2 separate regions of the Capra hircus genome follow, and region 2 is linked to region 1. A link is a contact called in public Hi-C data. All regions are on one chromosome and are shown on one strand. Each heading gives the region's core, a stretch centred on a gene start, on an enhancer-like site or on the middle of the called end of the contact. The rest is flanking DNA. Distances are from core to core; before and after follow the strand shown.

Region 1 (2,952 bases), core at 272-2,771:
GCAGTGGGAAGAAGGCAGATGGTACACACAAAGTTGTGAGGACACCAAAGGAGAGGCCTGAAGACACTGACACAACACACACACAGCCCCTGACTGGCCTCTCCTGTCGGGGACGAGAATTCCTTTCCTGCAGAGGGACTGTACAATGCTTTGAGCCTGGGTTTACAAGGATTAGCAAGATCATGGCTACTTCTGTGATTGATTCAGAGCAGTGAGCGCTGCCAGGCTCTCTGACGAAAGCGTGCACTGGGGCTTAGGCTTAGTGGATGACAGACGTCTTATCCCAACCCACTTAACCCACCAGGTTTTGCCTTTTGGTCTCAAAAAGATTTATTCTTTGAAAGATGCAAGCGTCTAGAGCTCACTAAAACAAACAGAAAAACTTCCTCTTTAAAAACCTTTTAAAATGCTTTCAATGTGAAAGTAATTATTTAAAAAATGCAACCTCATAAAACCTAGACTAGTAGCATTCAAATTTATTTACGAGATAAGAGATCAGAAGGCAAAACCTAGTATTTCTTGATGTCTTCCAACAGTACCCAGGTTATTTTGTACTTCACAAGGAACTTAAATCCTGAGCCAGAAATGCTGACAACTGCTCTGCACAGTAAATGTGTTTCCCATTTCGCGTCTGGGGAAACTCAAGTGTCAATACATCCTCTGTGGTGACCAGCACGGAGCAGCATGGGTTAGAAGGTCAAGTGCAGTCTGATCTCTGCCCTTTGGCCAAGTGAGCAGGTCAGGAAGATCCCCTGGTGAAGTGAATGACTAAGTAACATATTTATATAAAAGAAATTAAAATCACTTTGATGCTTATAAAACCAAAAGATATACACAGGGCTTCCCCAGAACCTCAGAGGTAAAGAATCTGTCTGCAATTCAGGAGATGAAGGTTCGATCCCTGGGTCAGGAAGATACCCTGGAGAAGGAGATGGCAACCCACTCCAGTATTCTTGCTTGGAAAATCCCATGGACAGAGGAGCCTCGTGGGCTACAGTCCAAGGCATTGCAAGAGTTGGACCTGACTGAGTGACTGAACAATAAACAATCACATAAGAGGTGGGCCACGTTAGATGCTTAATTCATGAACACTTAAGAGGCACTTCTGTGCCAGGCGCAGTGGGAAGTGCTTCACACGCTGATTTCTCTCAGTTCCCATCATCACCGGATATGTTAGGCTCTGTCATTATCCCGCATTTTTCAGATGGTGAAGTGGAGGCTCAGAGAGATTAAGCAGCGGTCACATAACTAGCACTAGATTCTGAGCCCAGGAAAATTCTCCTGACCAGTTTGCACACTGGCCTCCACGCCTGGAGCCTCTGCCCAGGTGACCGGGTGAGTCTCCTGCCCAGGTAACCCAGTGAGTCCCTGGCCACAGAAGGGGACAGAAGGAGGGGGTGCTGCAGTTAGAGGATGCGCCCCGGGTCAGCTGGCTTCCATGAAAGCCTAGATCAGCACCGAGGCTCACAGACGTAAGGCTGCGCCATGCACGCCATAGCCAATCCCCCGACACAGCACAGGGTCTACGCTCACTGACGCCAGGGAGTGCGCTTTGCTCTGACACATACTCAGGGGCTGCAGTCGGACGCTTGCTCTGCCACTGCAGTCTACCCGCAACCCGAAGGACAAAGGGGCATTAAAAGAGGAAAAGGGGAAAGCCCTGACGCGCCAGTGGTTAGGACTCCACGCTCTCACTGCCAAGGGGTGTGGGTTCGACCTCTGGTCGGGGAACTAAGAACCCCCATGCCAAGAGGCATGGCCAAAGAAAAGGAAAATAAGCCAAAGCAATCCACAGTAATTACTTTCAGGCACTAAAAGATCTTCTCTAACCCATATAACTGAAGACTTCTCTGCAGACACGCACAGGCCACGTCCGGTGAGAACAGGCTTAAGTCACACCAGGCAGGACTGGGATGTAGACGGAGGGCATGTGGCTTTCCTACTTAGATCTGCTGCCTTGGAAATGACCTGGCACAGGGCACTGTTACATAACGCGGCTCCAGTCTCTGTGCTGACCCGGATGAGAGCAGAGTGGACAGACTCTGTGGAACGTGCCTGCGCTGGCTGAGAATGAGCTGCAGGACTACGAGATTAAGGCCAGGATACAGCTGTTTGTGACTAAGCCCCTCGCCCCGAGCAAGTGCTCCGCAGCATGACGCATCACCGGGCACCTGTTTCCTGTTTTCATTCTTCCCTTTATCGTTCTCTCCTGACTTCCCTCCACCTGGAGGGCCCGCGACCACCAGCTTCAGCAAGTCTGGTGTCTGCCCGCCTCCTCCTCCACTCTCACTGTGGCTCCGGGTAGCTGAGTCATTTACTGGGTGCAGGGGACACTCTAAGGGCCTCTTGAGTACTTCCTGGGGCTGGAAGCTGAGATCCCATCGTCCACTTGCCCGTGATTACCTCCTCCCTTCACGTCTCCTGAAGAACTGCCTGTTGGGGCCCCTCCAACACGGCTGTGAACTGAATCACAAGCCAAGCTCCGGCAGCACAGCCAGGGGGTGGGGGTGGGTGGTGGTAGTAGCCCACCTACAGCGAGGTCCACTCTGCAGAGACAAGTGGTCCACTCCAGATGGACACAGGACAGGATGTGCTTAAATGTAAGGAAGTTCATTTCTGCACAAAAGGTTGAGGTCATAGAAGCCTTCCTCAGCCCAAGACAACTCAGTCATCATGGTATTTGAGCCTGTGCTACAAACAGTAGGTATCACTACACTTCAGCCAGGCAGGCGAAGGGACTTATCTAATGCACCCTGTGTGAACGGCTTGTTAGTCACTCAGTCCTGTCCGACTCTGCGATCCCATGACCCCAAGTTTGGTCAATACCAGTATCCGGCCAGGCTCCTCTGTCCATGGGATTCTACAGGCAAGAGCACTGGAGCAGGGTGCCATTTCCTTCTCCAGATCTTCCTGACCCAGGGATTGAACCCAGGTCTCCTCATTACAGGTGAA
Region 2 (2,952 bases), core at 247-2,746, 420 kb after region 1:
GGCCCGTGCCAGGGTGCTCTCCAGCTGGAGCAGCGCAGACGGTCGCTGCTGGAAATCCGAGAAGCCTTGCGTGGAGCCGACGCCAGGGCGCCCGCAGCATCCTTGGGCCTCTCCCCTGACGGCGCCGAGGGCTCCTCCTAGATCCGGGCTGCGCTCGGCTGGGGCGGGAAGCTAGAGGGGAATGGGAATAGGGTCTCAGCATCACGACCCCCTTCCTCCTCTCCTGTGTCAAGCTTAGGGGTTGCCTCGGTGCCCTTTGGCATTAGGCAGCCGTCTGTGCGCTGTCAGCCACAGCAGTCCCCAAGCTCCGCGCGCTCCCGCAGCACCCCGAGGCCTCGGCAAATTCATATTGCGCGCGCAGCCACAGAGCTTCCGAGGCCGGAGGTCCCGGGACAGGCCCAAGAATCCGCATCTCTAGCAAGCTGGGAGAGGGGTTGCGGGGCTGGCGCGGGTCGGGAACCACCCTGAGAGACCCCGAACGCCGGCTCCTCTCTGTCGGGCTCAGGAGGCGGCGCGGCATGCCAGCAGCTGGCGGAGGCTCCGGCGGAAGCTGTCGTCCAGGAAGGCGTAGAGGAAAGGGTTGAGGCAGCTGTTGGCGTAGCTCAGGCTGGTGATGAAGTAGGACACGGCGATGACCAGCGGCGTCTGCGGGAGGTCGGTGGTGAGCGCCACCACGGTGCTCAGGTGGTAGGGCGTCCAGCAGAGGAGGCACACGGCCAGGATGGTCACTACAAGGACGGTCACCCGCTTCTTGGCGCGGTCCAGGGCCTTGGCGTGGCTGTCGAGGCGTATGGCGCGCAGCCGGCACAGCAGCGAGGTGTAGAGGACGCAGATGGTGGACACTGGGATGGCGAAGCCGAGCACCAGCGTGTACAGGCGGCTCGCGCGCCACCACAAGGCCTCGGGCTGCGGGAAGACCAGCACGCACTGGCGCCGGCCCTGCTCCTCGTCGAGCCGCGCGAACACCGCGAAGGGCAGCACCACCAGGGTCGCGACCCCCCAGACGGCCAGGCTCACCGCGCGCGCGGCGCCGTACGTGCGGCCGGCCACCCGGCGCGACTCGGCGGTGGCCAGCACCACCAGGTAGCGGTCGGCGCTCATGACCGTGAGGAAATAGAGGCTGGAGAAGGTGTTGTACTGGTCGACGGCCACGACGAGCTTGCATAGGAGTTCCCCGAAGGGCCAGCGCTGCAGCAGAAAGTCAGCGATGTTGACAGGCAGCACGAGCGTGAAGAGCTCGTCGGCCACGGCCAGGTTGAGGATGAACAGGTTGGTGACGGTCTTCCTGCGCGGCGCCCGCAGGAGCACGAACAGCACCGCCGAGTTGCCCGCCAGTCCCACGGCGCAGATCACCGCGTACACAACGGGCACGGCCACGGCCAGCGGCGGCGGCAGCGGCTGCGGCGGCCCGGACGCGTTGGGGCAGACGAGCGTGGGTGCGGGCGCCGGGCACGACGTGTTGGCGCGGTCCGGCCCCCAGTACGACGCGTTGTGCATCCTGGAGAGGACAGAGACTCAGTCTTCGCCGCCGCTGCCCCGCGGGGGCTCTGCGGTCCCGGGGACCCGACCCGCGCTCCGAGCTAGTCTCCGGCCTTCCAGGGGAGGCCCGTTCCCGCCGCCCTCTCCGCGCACCAGCGCCGCGGGGCTGCGAGGCGGAATGGACGGAGGGCACCCGCGCAGCTCTGCGGAGAAGAGCAGTTCCGAAGGGAGGGGGCGGCCGGCTCCCAACCTGCACCACGTGATCGCTCTCGGCCACCTGTTGAAATCTTCCTCTGACCCGTTGGCTACATCAAGGAAGTGCTAGAGAGAAGAGTCCTTACCTTTTACAGGAAAAACACAAACCCACTTCCCCTACCTGAGCTCCCACCCCGCCCCCGGAGGTCCGAGTCAGCCCAGAGAGTCCTGCAGAGGCCAGCTTGCGTCCCACGAGGTTCCGTGCGCCCCGGGGAGCAGCGCGCCCAACGACAGCCGCTGGCTCACCCGGCCGATGCGGGGACCGGGTCTGCGTCTCCGCGAGCTGGCCGGAGAGGCAGCGGCAGCGCGGGCGGGCTGCGCGCCCCCTCCCGGTGTGAACCCCGAGGCGTCCGCCGGAGCCTCCGCGGGTCCCGCCTCGCGCCTGGCAGCCGTGGGCTGGTGCAACCCAGACTGCGTTCCCTGGAGATCAGACCGCCGCCCCTAGCGCTCAACCTCAAGCAGAATAGGTCTCGAACCGAGAATCGCATTACCCGAAACTTAAGGAATCACTTTCTTCCTTCCAGGAGTGTGACCTCACTCTGTTTGAATTAATGAAAAACTCTTCTGTTAAGACTTAAATGAAAGAAAAGCAAAGTTAGAGTCTGTTTTAAAAGGAGAGCAATGTAGTCGAGGCTCCCATTCCAGTTTTTTTTTTTTTTACACTCTACCCCCAATTTATTGTTGTTTAGTCGCTAAATCGGGCGGACTCAGTGCGACCCCATAACTGTAGCCGCCAGGCTCCTCTGTCCATGGGATTCTCCAGGCAAGAATACTGGAGTGGGTTGCCATTCGCTCCTCCAGGGGATCTTCCCGACCCAAGGATGGAACCTGGGTCTCCAGCAATGGCAGGTGGATTCTTTACCACTGAGTCCTCTGGGAGGCCCCGTAAAATAAAAAAATATATTGAATGCTACAGAAAATGCTCACCGCAGTTTTAGAAAGCTACATTTAAAGCAGTAAACAAAACATTTAAGAAACACAAAAAAATTTAAACATTTTCTAAAAGTTTTTAAAAAAATTCCTGTTTTCTTCCTCCACCATCCTTTGGGAGAGCCAGCAAATTCCAGCTCAGGAGTCTGTCCTGCGTCCCTGGGATAAGTCTCCCTTTCACAGGAGCAAGAGTCCGAGTAACATGCATGTTTGGCCCTTTGTGATGCCTTGGTAAAGGAGAGGGCCTAAGACACTGAGGAGGAGGCTGGAAGCAGCCAGTGGAAGCAG

The links. Hi-C and Micro-C count contacts between places; a contact is called where the count stands out from the background.
Region 2: a Hi-C map of liver shows a contact between it and region 1, with 7 times the contacts expected there. The contact joins the promoter of NPBWR1 here to the enhancer-like site in region 1. A contact is called at or near these places in 3 of 5 Hi-C or Micro-C datasets (blood and liver).

What each region holds. Positions count from the first base shown.
Region 1 is chr14:60,029,055-60,032,006 of ARS1.2, forward strand. No RefSeq gene overlaps it. Among named protein-coding and RNA genes, the nearest start is that of MRPL15, 10 kb to the right of the region's middle. Within about 2 kb of position 1,522, at least 1 of the 5 cell types and tissues checked has an H3K27ac peak or open chromatin away from gene starts, as enhancers often do.
Region 2 is chr14:60,446,220-60,449,171 of ARS1.2, forward strand. It overlaps NPBWR1 (neuropeptides B/W receptor type 1), which reads right to left and starts at 1,497. Exons shown (of 1, transcript XM_018058126.1): 1 at 502-1,497. The coding sequence starts at 1,497. The coding sequence ends at 502.